Regions from separate parts of the Mus musculus genome. Here region 2 is linked to region 1. A link is a contact called in public Micro-C data. All regions are on one chromosome and are shown on one strand. Each heading gives the region's core, a stretch centred on a gene start, on an enhancer-like site or on the middle of the called end of the contact. The rest is flanking DNA. Distances are from core to core; before and after follow the strand shown.

The links. Hi-C and Micro-C count contacts between places; a contact is called where the count stands out from the background.
Region 2: a contact with region 1 is called in a Micro-C map of embryonic stem cells, with 15 times the contacts expected there. The contact joins the promoter of Nkx2-3 here to the promoter of Cyp26a1 in region 1. A contact is called at or near these places in 3 of 484 Hi-C or Micro-C datasets (embryonic stem cells and epiblasts).

The regions. Positions count from the first base shown.
Region 1 is chr19:37,695,350-37,701,002 of GRCm38.p6, reverse strand. It overlaps Cyp26a1 (cytochrome P450, family 26, subfamily a, polypeptide 1), which reads right to left and starts at 3,195. Exons shown (of 7, transcript NM_007811.2): 1 at 2,905-3,195; 2 at 2,488-2,712; 3 at 1,932-2,222; 4 at 1,694-1,852; 5 at 973-1,107; 6 at 233-385. The coding sequence starts at 3,093. It overlaps Gm32342 (a long non-coding RNA gene), which reads left to right and starts at 3,457. Exons shown (of 3, transcript XR_003952929.1): 1 at 3,457-3,843; 2 at 4,140-4,275.
Region 2 is chr19:43,608,847-43,614,420 of GRCm38.p6, reverse strand. Nkx2-3 (NK2 homeobox 3) reads right to left here and starts at 2,096. Exons shown (of 2, transcript NM_008699.2): 1 at 1,572-2,096; 2 at 1-115. The coding sequence starts at 1,920. Gm20467 (a long non-coding RNA gene) reads left to right here and starts at 2,365. Exons shown (of 4, transcript XR_001782682.2): 1 at 2,365-2,619; 2 at 3,231-3,319; 3 at 3,511-4,019; 4 at 4,575-5,344.

The DNA.
Region 1 (5,653 bases), core at 1,946-4,445:
AAAAAAAAAAAAAATCCTAAGAATTGACAATCCCGGCCCTGAGCTTGCAACAACAAAAAGTCATTACTAGCATGGATGGCATTAAGAGAGGAGAGCAAATTGGTTCCCAGTACCATAGGAGGCAGGACACTGTCAAGGGCAGTGAGCCACTGCTCTGGGCAGCTGATGCTCAACAGCATAGCAGAGTGGACGTGGACGAGGGCTGGGGGTGGGGGACAGGAGGTGCACTCACATTCAGCTCAAAAGTCTTCAGAGCAACCCGAAACCCTCCTGGAACCGGAGGATTCAATCGCAGGGTCTCCTTAATGACACACCCAGTGTATTTAAGCTGTTCCAAAGTTTCCATGTCTAACTTGTTGTCTTGATTGCTCTTGCAAAGTAAGCCCTATGGAAACAGATAAAAAAGTGAGTGATGGATCCCTGGGCACTCCAAAAAAAAAGTCAGCCCAGCAGGACTCACCTGTTAACTAAACCTGAAGGCGTCTGGATGGGAGAGGATAAAAGGGAAAGAGCTGATGGCCTGATGGCCTTCCTTTCCACACTTCCTCAGCCTAAACCCATTATCCAGACAATGTTGCTTATCAGGTATATAAAGGGTCATACCCTGAGCCCTCACCAACACTGCGACCCTGATCAGCTATTGGCTCTAATCACATTATTCATGTTCTTGGTCAGGGAAAGGAGAACCTTGCTCTATAAAAGGTGGTGATGGTGGTGGTGGTGGAGGAGGAAGAGGAGGAGGAGGAGGAGGAGGAGGAGAGGGTCAAATTCTGCCCAAGAGAGAGCCCAGTACAAACAACTGCCTTTTTAAATTCACGAGGTGGAGTCTCTCCCCCACAGTCCCACCTAGCTCTCAGATCTTCACTGTCATAGTACTGGGTGTATCGAGCAAACTTATATACAGTGGGGGTGGTGGTGGTGGTTAATAGAGGAATGTCCTAGGCAAATGGGGAACCTCTAGAATCATCCTACCTTGCTCTTTATCTCTTCTCGAACTTTCTGGAGGACATGTGGGTAGAGTCCTAGGTAAGTGATCAGTGACGTCGCAGCACTGGCTGTAGTTTCATGACCACCAAAGAGGAGCTCTGTTGACGATTGTTTTAGTGCCTAAGGATAAAAACGGAAGTTTATACAGATCTGAGTGCAGTTTATAGCACTGTTACAAAGACCTGACCTGAGAATATTGCACGGAAGACTTCAAGGGTAAAATCCGTTTTGTTCATAGAAAGTCAAAGACCACAAACAAAAACGCAAAACTCCCTTAATCCTGCTCTTCCGCTTTAACCTTTGTAGATGAGCCTTGCCCTTTGAACTTTGGGATCTTCCCCATTGCTCAGCCACCCCCTTCCACAGCTCTCTAGACCAATGCCACCCTTTAATACGGTTCCTCGTGTTGTGGTGACCCCCAACGATAAAATTATCTTTGTTGCTACTTCATAACGGTAATTTTGCTACTGTTATGTTTCTTGATGTAAATATCGGATATGCAGATGCTCTTAGGCGACCCTTCTGAAAGGGTTGTTTGGCTCCGTGAAGGGGTCACGACCCACAGGTTGAAAAGCTCTAGACCTAGCATCGCCGCCCACTTGGAAGTAGCTGGGGCCTTGACAGGGCTTTGGAGACCCCCAGAAAGTGTGTCTGGAAAGTCAGAGGCACTCCCCGGCCCTTGGCACCTTTTGAAATTGCTTCTCACCTGCATATCCAGCCTCTCTCCCCTCTCCCACGAGTGCTCAATCAGGAGCTGCAGCGCGTCCTTGCAACCCCCATCCGGCTCTGTAGCCTGAAGCCGGCGGATCTTGGCGCGAATGTTCTCCTCGATGCGCGCGTGTATAAGGTTCCGCGCCTTCACGCCCTGAGCGCGGAGAGAGCGTGGCGGTGAGCGGATGCCCGAGCTTGCGTTCCCCTACTCCGACTCCGCAAACCGCCCTTACCCGGTACAGGCCGCTAAAGGGCACGTCAATGGGAAGAGAGAAGAGATTGCGGGTCATCTCCTCGAAAGCCTCCACGAGCTGCTGCTCGTCCTCCCCGCCGCCCGCTGGACCCGGCTCGCAGCCCAGCAGGATGCGCATGGCGATGCGGAACATGAGGCGCTTCACCTCGGGGTAGACCAGGAGGCCGCGCTCGCCGCAGCTTAGCCACTGCTCCAGACAACTGCTGACTTCCTCAGCGATCACGGGCACGTAGCACTGGAGTGCCTCGCGGCTGAAGGCCTGCATAATCACCTGAGCACCCCCCAGGAGCAGAGAGTGTTACAATCCTCTACTTTCCCTCAGCCCCCCCCCCTTCGCCTTTCCGAGTACCCTTTCAAGAATTTCAGTCCCCCCAGGACTAACCCACGTGCTAGCAGAAAAGCTAAAGTGGATCTCAGATAGAGAGGGTCCTGGTCCCCACCACATAGGACTAGCCCTCGCCCCGCATCTATTTGCCTGAACCAAGCCATAGGATGAGGTCTCCCTGCCAGCCAAGGAGTTGCCAGCTCACCCTCACCTTCTTTCGCTGCTTGTGCGAGGAATCGTGCAGGTTGGAGAGGCAGCCAGCGCCCAGGATGGTGCGCACCGACGCGGGCCAGTGCACCGACACCAACCGGTGCTCTCCCAGCAAGATGCGCCGCACATTATCCGCGCCCATCACCCGCACCGTGGGCCGCCCAAACAGATGCGTCTTGTAGATGAAGCCGTATTTCCTGCGCTTCATCTGCAGAAACTTCCTCCGCTGAGAGGGAGGTGGAGGAGAGAGACCCGCAACCCGCATGAGGGGGCGCCGGGGAGCATCTGGTCTCCGTCTAGCCCCTCTTCCAAGCCGTGGTCGCCTCCCTCGCGAGGACACTTATCCCACCTTCAGCCCAGGCCCAGAGCTGAGGCGGACTCCGGGGGAAGCGTCAGGTCCCTTCCCGAGCTCCCTTACCTGAAGCACCATCTGCAATGTTTCCCCAAAGAATGGGAAGCCCATGGTACCGGGGGGCAAGGGGAGGGCGCAGCTGCGATCGCGGCTGCTCACACAGTACAGGTCCCAGAGCTTGAGCGCCGCCAGGAAGAGCAGCAGCGGCAGCACGAAGGTGCAGAGCGCACTGGCCAGCAGCGCCGGGAGCCCCATGGCACGCTTCAGCCTCCCGCGCCACCTGCCGCCGCCGCCCTAGCTCCGAACCCCGCCGCGCGCCCTCTTTATAAGGCCGCCCAGGTTACTGCCCACGTTACCTTGGTCAGACAAATTAGTTCACCCAAAGTTCATCTTTAATTGCGGATCGGGCCCCTGGCTCCTCCCCCCTCGAGGCGCTGCCCAAAAAAATCTTTAACCGTTTGTTCCGCGCCGAGGCAGAGGCGGCGCACTGGCGGCTTCCCTCTGAGCGCGCCTCCTGGGGGTGCGGGACTAGGAACACCTCTTTCCTTGTCCTAGGTGTGCAGAGCTCCGAGTTACCACGGTGCGGCTTCGGGCGGGGGAGGGGGCGGGGGGAGTGGGTTGTGGATCGGGGTTCCAAGAAGTGGGAATTTGGAGTCCTGGGTTTCCTAGCTGTCTCTCTGCTGTCCCTCGAGCCGGGTCGAACCAGCTGCCCGAGCCCGAAGCCTTCCCAGCTCACCATTCACAGGCGCCTCGTGGGCTCTTTTCCATTGGCTTGGAAAGCGCGTTCAAGAATCATCGTTCAATGGACTTGACCCACCGGTTGAGTAAATGAGATTCCAAACGCTTCCTGATCTGGGAGGATCCCAAGAAGATCCCAGGGCGAGGGTCCTAGCCGGTCTCGGAGGTCAAGTATGACTGGCGGATCGTGGACGCTAGCTTTCCAGGGCCCCACAGGCGAGCCAGCGCATGAAGACTTGGAAAATCCTGCTTTCGAGTTCAAAGCAAGTAAGCCTCCAGGTCTCTGGGACCCCCAGGTGCAGCCTTGCACATGCCTGACTCCCTTCTCTAAGCCCTGGTGGGGTACTAAGGAGACCAGAGGCTCCAAAGTCAACCTCCACTGTAGTAATACCGCCAAGCCGGCCCAATTCCTATAGCCCTGGGGCTTGCAACCTCAGCCAAGCGGCCGGGAAGAGGGCCCCCAGTCCAGGCAGATATGGGGAGGAATACAGGGAGGAAACCCCCCTTTCCACCTTGGCTCGCCTGTATCTTGGGTGAGTCACCAGGCTGTCTGTTTCTCTTAGGACAAAGTTGATCGTTTCCACTTCGTCTACACCACAAGGCAGCTGTGAGTTCGCTAATAGAGTGGTCTGGTTTCAGGGTTCTAGAACCTTCCCTCTACTCTCCCAGATCCCATCCACTGTAAAGCCACGGAGCCTGGTAAGAGGGTTGTTTGGACCTATGCTTCTGGCACAGGCCATTGGGAACGTTATGGGAATCCACTGGGGGTTGACTGTGAAACTTCAATCGTCAGCTCCTTCAGTCAATAACTAACGGGCACAGGGGAACTGCGTGGTGCGTGTGCGCGCGCGCGCGCGCGCGCACACACACACACACACACACACACACAAGGCTTCTCATGTCCTCCCGCCACAAAGCTTTGGCCAGTCAGCACCACACATTGCCTTGATTTGGGCACTGAATGCACCAGTGGCGCGGAAAACTAACAGAATGACGTGTGTTTGTTTAGAACTGAACATGGGCTCTAGCGAAAACACACCCGCAGCCCTTGGGAAGAGTCCATTGGGGATGAAAAACTTGCTTTTTGAAAGCTGTTCAATATGTGGTCTCCTGCGGTGGTTCCTAAACGTCTCCCTGGAGTTGGGGGTGTCATAAAATGACCTCAAAGGTCCTGCGGGCAGCACAAACTTAGCAACTCTCTAAGCCGGGATGCCCATGGGTTGTATTTCGGGGACTCAGTGGTTCCCTATAACTATCTCTAACCAGCTTTTCAGAGGCTCTGGGGAGGCGGGCGCTGCCACTGTCATATCTTGTAATGATTTGGTTACTGTAAAGAATGAGAACCGATTTCTGGCACCGGCAGGAACGCAAACGAATTGTGCTGGGGGTAATTCTCAGAAACTTCGGTCCGCCCCTTTCTGGAGAGCGCCTCCGGCCCGGTGTGCAAACCCGGCCAGGCCAGCGGGGGCGTGACCTGGGGCCCATTCCCAATCCTTTAGCCTGACCCGCCTGTGACCCCTGCAGGCCGGACCGTGACATCTCAGTGAACTCTGCCGGGCCACCCCACCAAGTTCAGCCTGCTCCTGTTTACAACATGAGCCCGGCTAGCTAGCACTCTGGAAATGGCCACAAGGAAAAAAAAACAATACTTAAAAAATAAATACGAAATCTAACTGGCTATCAAGATCCGCGGGCCGCCTGGTAGAAAAACATTAAATGTTAGAGTGTAAGATCATTTTAAATCTCCAAGGGCAAGGGCGAGGGAGGTCCATAAACTACCAGCCCAATAAGAACTTGATCTAGGAACTTCACCAAAGTTTATTGGGTGGTGGTCGGTGGGGAAGGAAGGTTGGCTCGTTGGGAACCAAATCGTTGGCCGGTTTTCCTATTACTAAGGGACCAGAGCTGTGGGGGTCGGGTTTCTCGTGCTGGTTGTCTCTGCTGTTTTGTTTTTGCTAGTGGACATGGATCGCAGCAAACAGGTGGCCCGCGTGAGCTCCTGGGCTTTCTTTCTCTTCAGCCCTCTAGCTTTCTCTCTGGTCTCTGTGTTCCATACCTGCTGCTGTTCCCAGCCAGG
Region 2 (5,574 bases), core at 847-3,346, 5.9 Mb before region 1:
GCTTGCGAGAAGAGCACCCGGGGCTTCCGGCGGCTCCGCGGCTTCGGCCTCTCGCCGTCCTCGCTCGTCTTACAGTCTCCCGCCGCTTCCAGAGACTTCTTCAACTGACAGCTTTCTAAGGGAGAAGCAAGACATTAGCCTTTCTAGTTCTCAGGATACCACCCCTGCGCCCCAGAGGCACAAAACACTCCCGTAGTAAATGCTAGTTTTGGGGAAAGTTCATAGTTTCTGGAGCCCAATTCCGCCCCCCCCATCCCCCCCGCGTCAGGCGGAGCACCTCCACCGGGAGAAGGCGTATTCGGTGAGAGTAATTAGCTCGCATTTATTAAATTTGAGCATCAGCGAGAAAATAGATTAAATGTGCCGGTCCAGGGGCTAATAACAATTTTCAGGCGACCGCGGAACAGGACCCCGTATCTGCAAACTCGTTTGCCTTCCACTCCCCTGAAGGTGTGGAACGAGTTGGTATTGGGGACTGGAGGCCTGGATGCATGGGTTGATTGCAAAAATTGTTTCTCTTTGGAAATATCTAAGTGAAAGGCGTATGTGCAGCTCAAGAATTGATTTTTTTTTTAATTTTCAAAACTACTGAGAACGCGTCTGTGACAGTATCTGTATGTTACCTTACAGAGGAAAAACAGTTGGATGGACCGATTTAGACAGTTTCATGTCTGTGTTAGGCCTGGAGAATTGTTAGAGAAAAGATTTTGGTCTCAGCCAGATCAAATCTCCACTCGGAGAAGAGATTATTTGATCCTGTTTCCCTTTCAGACATTTCCTTATGGGCTTATTCAATTATCTGATTCTCCTGCCTGCCCCACCTCTGATCTGCTGAATGGCCAGAATCCCACTCAGAACTAATTCAGGAACTTTAACCATTCCACTCCGCCTGCAGTATAAGAAACAAAGCGAGCATTACGATATTTTTTTTCAGAGGCCTTCACCTCCTGGGTGTGACTTGCTGCCGTCATCTGATATGGATCGAGCTCCCACACATTGGCCACCACCTCTCCTCCTTGCAGTTCGAACGTAAGAACTGCAAGCTCCGAAGTAAGCTGGTGTCTCTCAAAGTCTTGCCCGAAAGGATGGCCCAAACACAACATTCTTGCACTGCCTTTTCGGGACAGCCGGGGTGACTGCCCTGGCCTCGCTGAATTCACCTCACGTTAGAAGAAAGACAGAAAAATGGCAGAAAACTGACCCCCCCCTTTTTTTTTGAGAAGATGGGTGTGCGAGAGAACACACACACAACGGACAAGTTACGACCCAGGCTCTGGGCCCCCGTCACTCATTACTCAAGGAACCAGGATTGCAATAATCACTTTTCCTTCCCTCGGGGACTGCTCCGGGTCCCTGCTCCGGGCAAGAGCTGTTCTCTCTTTCTCTTTTATCCCCGCCCCAGCACCATCTCAGGTACCTGTGCTTTGCAGAGCTGTCCTTGAACCTGGCATAGGCATGACCCTAGCCGAATGTGAAAGGGGCGGGTGGCCATGCAGGCACGGTTTGTGGGTTTATAGGCGCTGAGCCATTGCCCCAGGTGTGCGGACGCGTTTCCTTCCCCCTCTACTCACTTTGGCTCCGTTCGCTCACAACCTCCTCTTCTTGTTCCTTGGGCCCGCTGCAAGCGTCTCGGAGAACTGTATGGACATAGCTCTGAGGACAGAGACCCGAATCTCCATGGCCCTCGGCAGCAGCTAGTGAGTTCAAATAGGACAGTTTCTCTCCCTCTTCTTCCTCGTCCTCCTCCCCTGCATCGGAAAACTGCGTCCCTTCAGCCGTGGCCAGCATGCAGGGTGCCGAGTGGAAGTGCTGCTCCAATTCCGCCTGCAAGTGAGCTCCGTGGAAGTGCCGCTGCTGCTCCAGATTCAAAATGTCTTTGACTGAGAAAGGGGTGGAGGTGACCGGGCTTGGTAACATCATCAGGGCCACTTAATTGTCCAGTCCAAATACTCAATAAATCCCGGCGGGGGCGGGGAGGGAGTGCGGTGGCTCCAGCTCTTCTTCTGGACTCCGCGGTGGTGCGGAGTCGAGCTTTTGACAGACGCGGTCCAGTCTAAATCCCCTCCATTGGCCGGGACCTGGGGGTCTGGGTTTTGTTACAGCCACTGCAAGGACTGGGGCCGGGGCTGTGAAGCCTCTGTCCGGGGGCCCTGCGTCACGTCAAGGGGCGGGGTCGGCATCCTGGCCTCCTTCCCAATTGGTTCTTGTGTATGTGGGCCACGCCCTCTGCGTCCACCCAGTGGGATGTTGCTGCGCTACCAGAAATAGACAGGGACTAGAATAGGGTCCTGAGATCCAAGTCGCGGTGGGAAAAGCTGCAAAAAACCGGGTGTCCGAATCACCGATTCCCGCTCCACCTGGCTGCACCTTCCCGACCAGGGGCAGTTCTGAGAGGCCAGACTGCGGATTTCTAAGGAGAGGAGTGTTGTATCTGTGGAAATATGAGCGACGTGTCAAATTCCACCTCACCTTTGCTCTAGCTGTCCTCGCCACCTGGAGTGCCTTTCCCACCCTCATTTCCACAGTGGAAAGCTGTTCTCCGAGGAAAAGCTTAAATACCTCCAAGGAAACTCCGCCAGATCACCTCACCTAGAGGTCCTCTTCCTCGGAACTTGCTCAGTAATGTCACTTGTCACTCTCCCATCTAGTGCCAAAGCTGTACTTAGTGTCCGCTCGATTGTCACTTTAGATTGTGAGTCCCTGAGGGCAGGGTCCAGACCGTACTTGCCCTTGCAGCCCTCGAAGTGGCTTCAGAGAGCAGGTCTGTAGAAGACAAGACGACCGAGTTCTGTTAGTGTGCAGAGGCTCTATGCTTCGAAGCCTGGCCTGAGTCAGTATTTGGTTTTGGACGTTCTCAGTTTCCTGGTCAATATAAAGGAGCCGAATTGCCTCTTCTAGGGTTATTGTTGGAGTTTTTTTGTTTTTGTTTTTTAAAGGATAACCAGGCCGGAAGCATAGCACAGTTGTCTACTTAAAGCAAAGAGCTCAATACTTGTAACTACCCTTGTTCTTTGTGGGAGGTCAGAGCAGTGTTTGTTGCCTGCATTGATTCTGACCGGGCTGGTGTTCCACTGCACACACTGGGTGGCTCTGGTCTCAGAAGGGAGGGGACCCCCGCTGTGGCTGCAGCTCAGGCAGCCTTCTGAAGGGAATCGGGAGCCCGAGCCTAGGCCTCAACTTTCTGAAACGCCTTATTTCTCTCTTTCTGAAACCGTGGTTGTGTTCTGCAGGGAGACTAAATGCAGCCTCAGATTCAGAAAACTGCCTGATGGAGACCACCTTCTGGTATCCACCCGCCTACATACCTAGCCCCTGAGTGGTAAGGGGCACTATTGTGAGATTAAGAGCAAAAGGTGTGGGCAGCAGGCCTTGGAAAACCAAACTAGTTCCGCTTTCAACGTAGGGTTCCTCAGTAGGCCGCCCTTGCTTTTATTTATTCTCTCTCTCTCTCTCTCTCTCTCTCTCTCTCTCTCTCTCTCTCCCTCCCTCCCCCCCCCCCCGCCCCCGTAGAACCTCACAGTTTGGGAGAGACCGGCCTCAACTAGAAGGGTTCGCCGGATGGCGGCGCGGTGACCGAGGACGACGCCCTAGGAAACTTGTAGACAGGGCATGAATGCGGATTACGTGGAGAGCGGCCTTGCGGAACCCCGAGGCGGCAGCGAGAGGAGTTGATGCCCTTGGTCCTGGAAAGAAAGAACTGCGGGTTGGGAGGAGAGAGAGGCGGGGCTCTTGGGGGGGGAGCGGAAATACAGCGGGGAGGCAGCTCGTGGGGCCACCCGGGAGGCTGGTACGAGGCTCCCTCCACGTGCTCTGGGGGAGATGGGGAAAGATCATCTGTGGTTAGGCCCCGGCTCCTTGAAACCATTCCTTGGTCGCAGGAGCCTTTTTGCTCTAAGACTTGAAACTAGACGCTGCGGGCAGAGGCCGTGGTCTCTACAAAGGGCCCGCCAGCCCACCAAGGGAAGGAAGAGTGTGCCTGGTTTTGCTGTGGATCCGAAGCTCAAACATCCAGAGGTGGGGTGAGTGCGCCGCGCTGCAGGGTGGGGGACTTTGAGTGGACGCGTGCTGCGCGTCCCAGCTGCCAGACAGAGGACCAGAAGGAAACCATGCTCCAGTCTCAGTTCCCCACCCTGCAGCCAACTGCAAGGCAAAACCCATCGCAGAGAAATGCTTGTGTTCCTTTCTGCTCTCCACTTTTCTTAGCTTTCAAGTGATTTCAAGATCTGGACCAAAGAAAAGATAAAAAGCCGTTGCTTCTGTCGGGAGCGCATATTTTTCTTGCTTGGTTTCTTGCTTGCTAAGGGCGGTCGGCCTCACTTAAACCTTGCCCCAGAACCCTGGCTGGGTGAACCCCCCTACCCTCACCTCTGTCCAATGCCTGAAGCTCAGTGATAACACCCACACACCTGCTGCGGCCGAAGGCTCACTATGGCCTCTTCTCTCTGCTAGCGCAGATGGCTGTCTGCTCCCTACCTGCAGGGGCGCGTGGCGTCTCCTCCCAATCCCTTGGCCGCCTCTATCTGGTCAAGTATCCTCAAAACACACGTGGACAGCTCTCTCTCTCTCTCTTGCAGATCCAGGCCAACTTGCTTCAGAGCAGGCTGGACAGGACCGGGCCTGTAAGAATTCTCTGGTGAACGCGCCAGTTTGTGGTATCAATGGCCTAATCCCATCTTTCCCATCCCCATCCCAGCACACCACTGGAGACTTCCACCCACCCTTTGATTTTTGCCTAGCTGACGGACGAGTTCGGGGTCATTTCCAATTTCCCTTTCCAAATTGCCTAGTCTTGACTTATCCTGGTTTCTAAGTAGCGGGTACCCAACAAGGATCCCAGGCAGGCCAACTCCATCCAGGTAGCCTCCCTTTCCCGCGTCAGCAGCAGGCACCTGAGACACCCCACAGTCTGTGCGCTGCCAACTGTGAGCCGCCCTAGGGCAGAAAAACTGCTTATCAGACACAGAATCTAGCTCCACTTGTATCCAGTTACTAGTATGTTCTGGGGGCATTTGTATTCTCTTGTCTGAAAAGATCTTAGAAATCTTGGATCCGTGCTCAATTAACAATAGGTTTTCCTATCAGACAATTCAGCCAATTACTGTCAGATAAAGTAAATATGATTATGCAGTTTGGGTTTTTGTCTCTATGTCTGCCTGGGTTCATCTCCATCATTTGGAACATATCACAAGCCCCTCCCGTGGGATATTTGATTACAGATCTTGCTGTAGTGGTGGCAAATTCCCTGGGGGATACTTTATAGAGGCATATATTACTAAATAAAGCGACACCTGTAATGTTAATCATTACAATAAATGCATTACCAACTGAAAATGTAATTTTAAAAGCCGTGTTTGTGTTCTACTTTAACAAAATTACTTATTTTCTGCACATATAAAATAGGCAAATATTCAATAGTGTTTGTCCCACTTGCCTCTGCTTGTCTCGTTGCACAAACAACGATCTAATTATGAAAACAGGGCCACAAGATTTACTTTGAAAATTGCCCCGTTTTTTAAATCTCAATGTAGCATTTTAATGATCCTTCTTCTGTTCAACTATAAAAAAATATTGCTG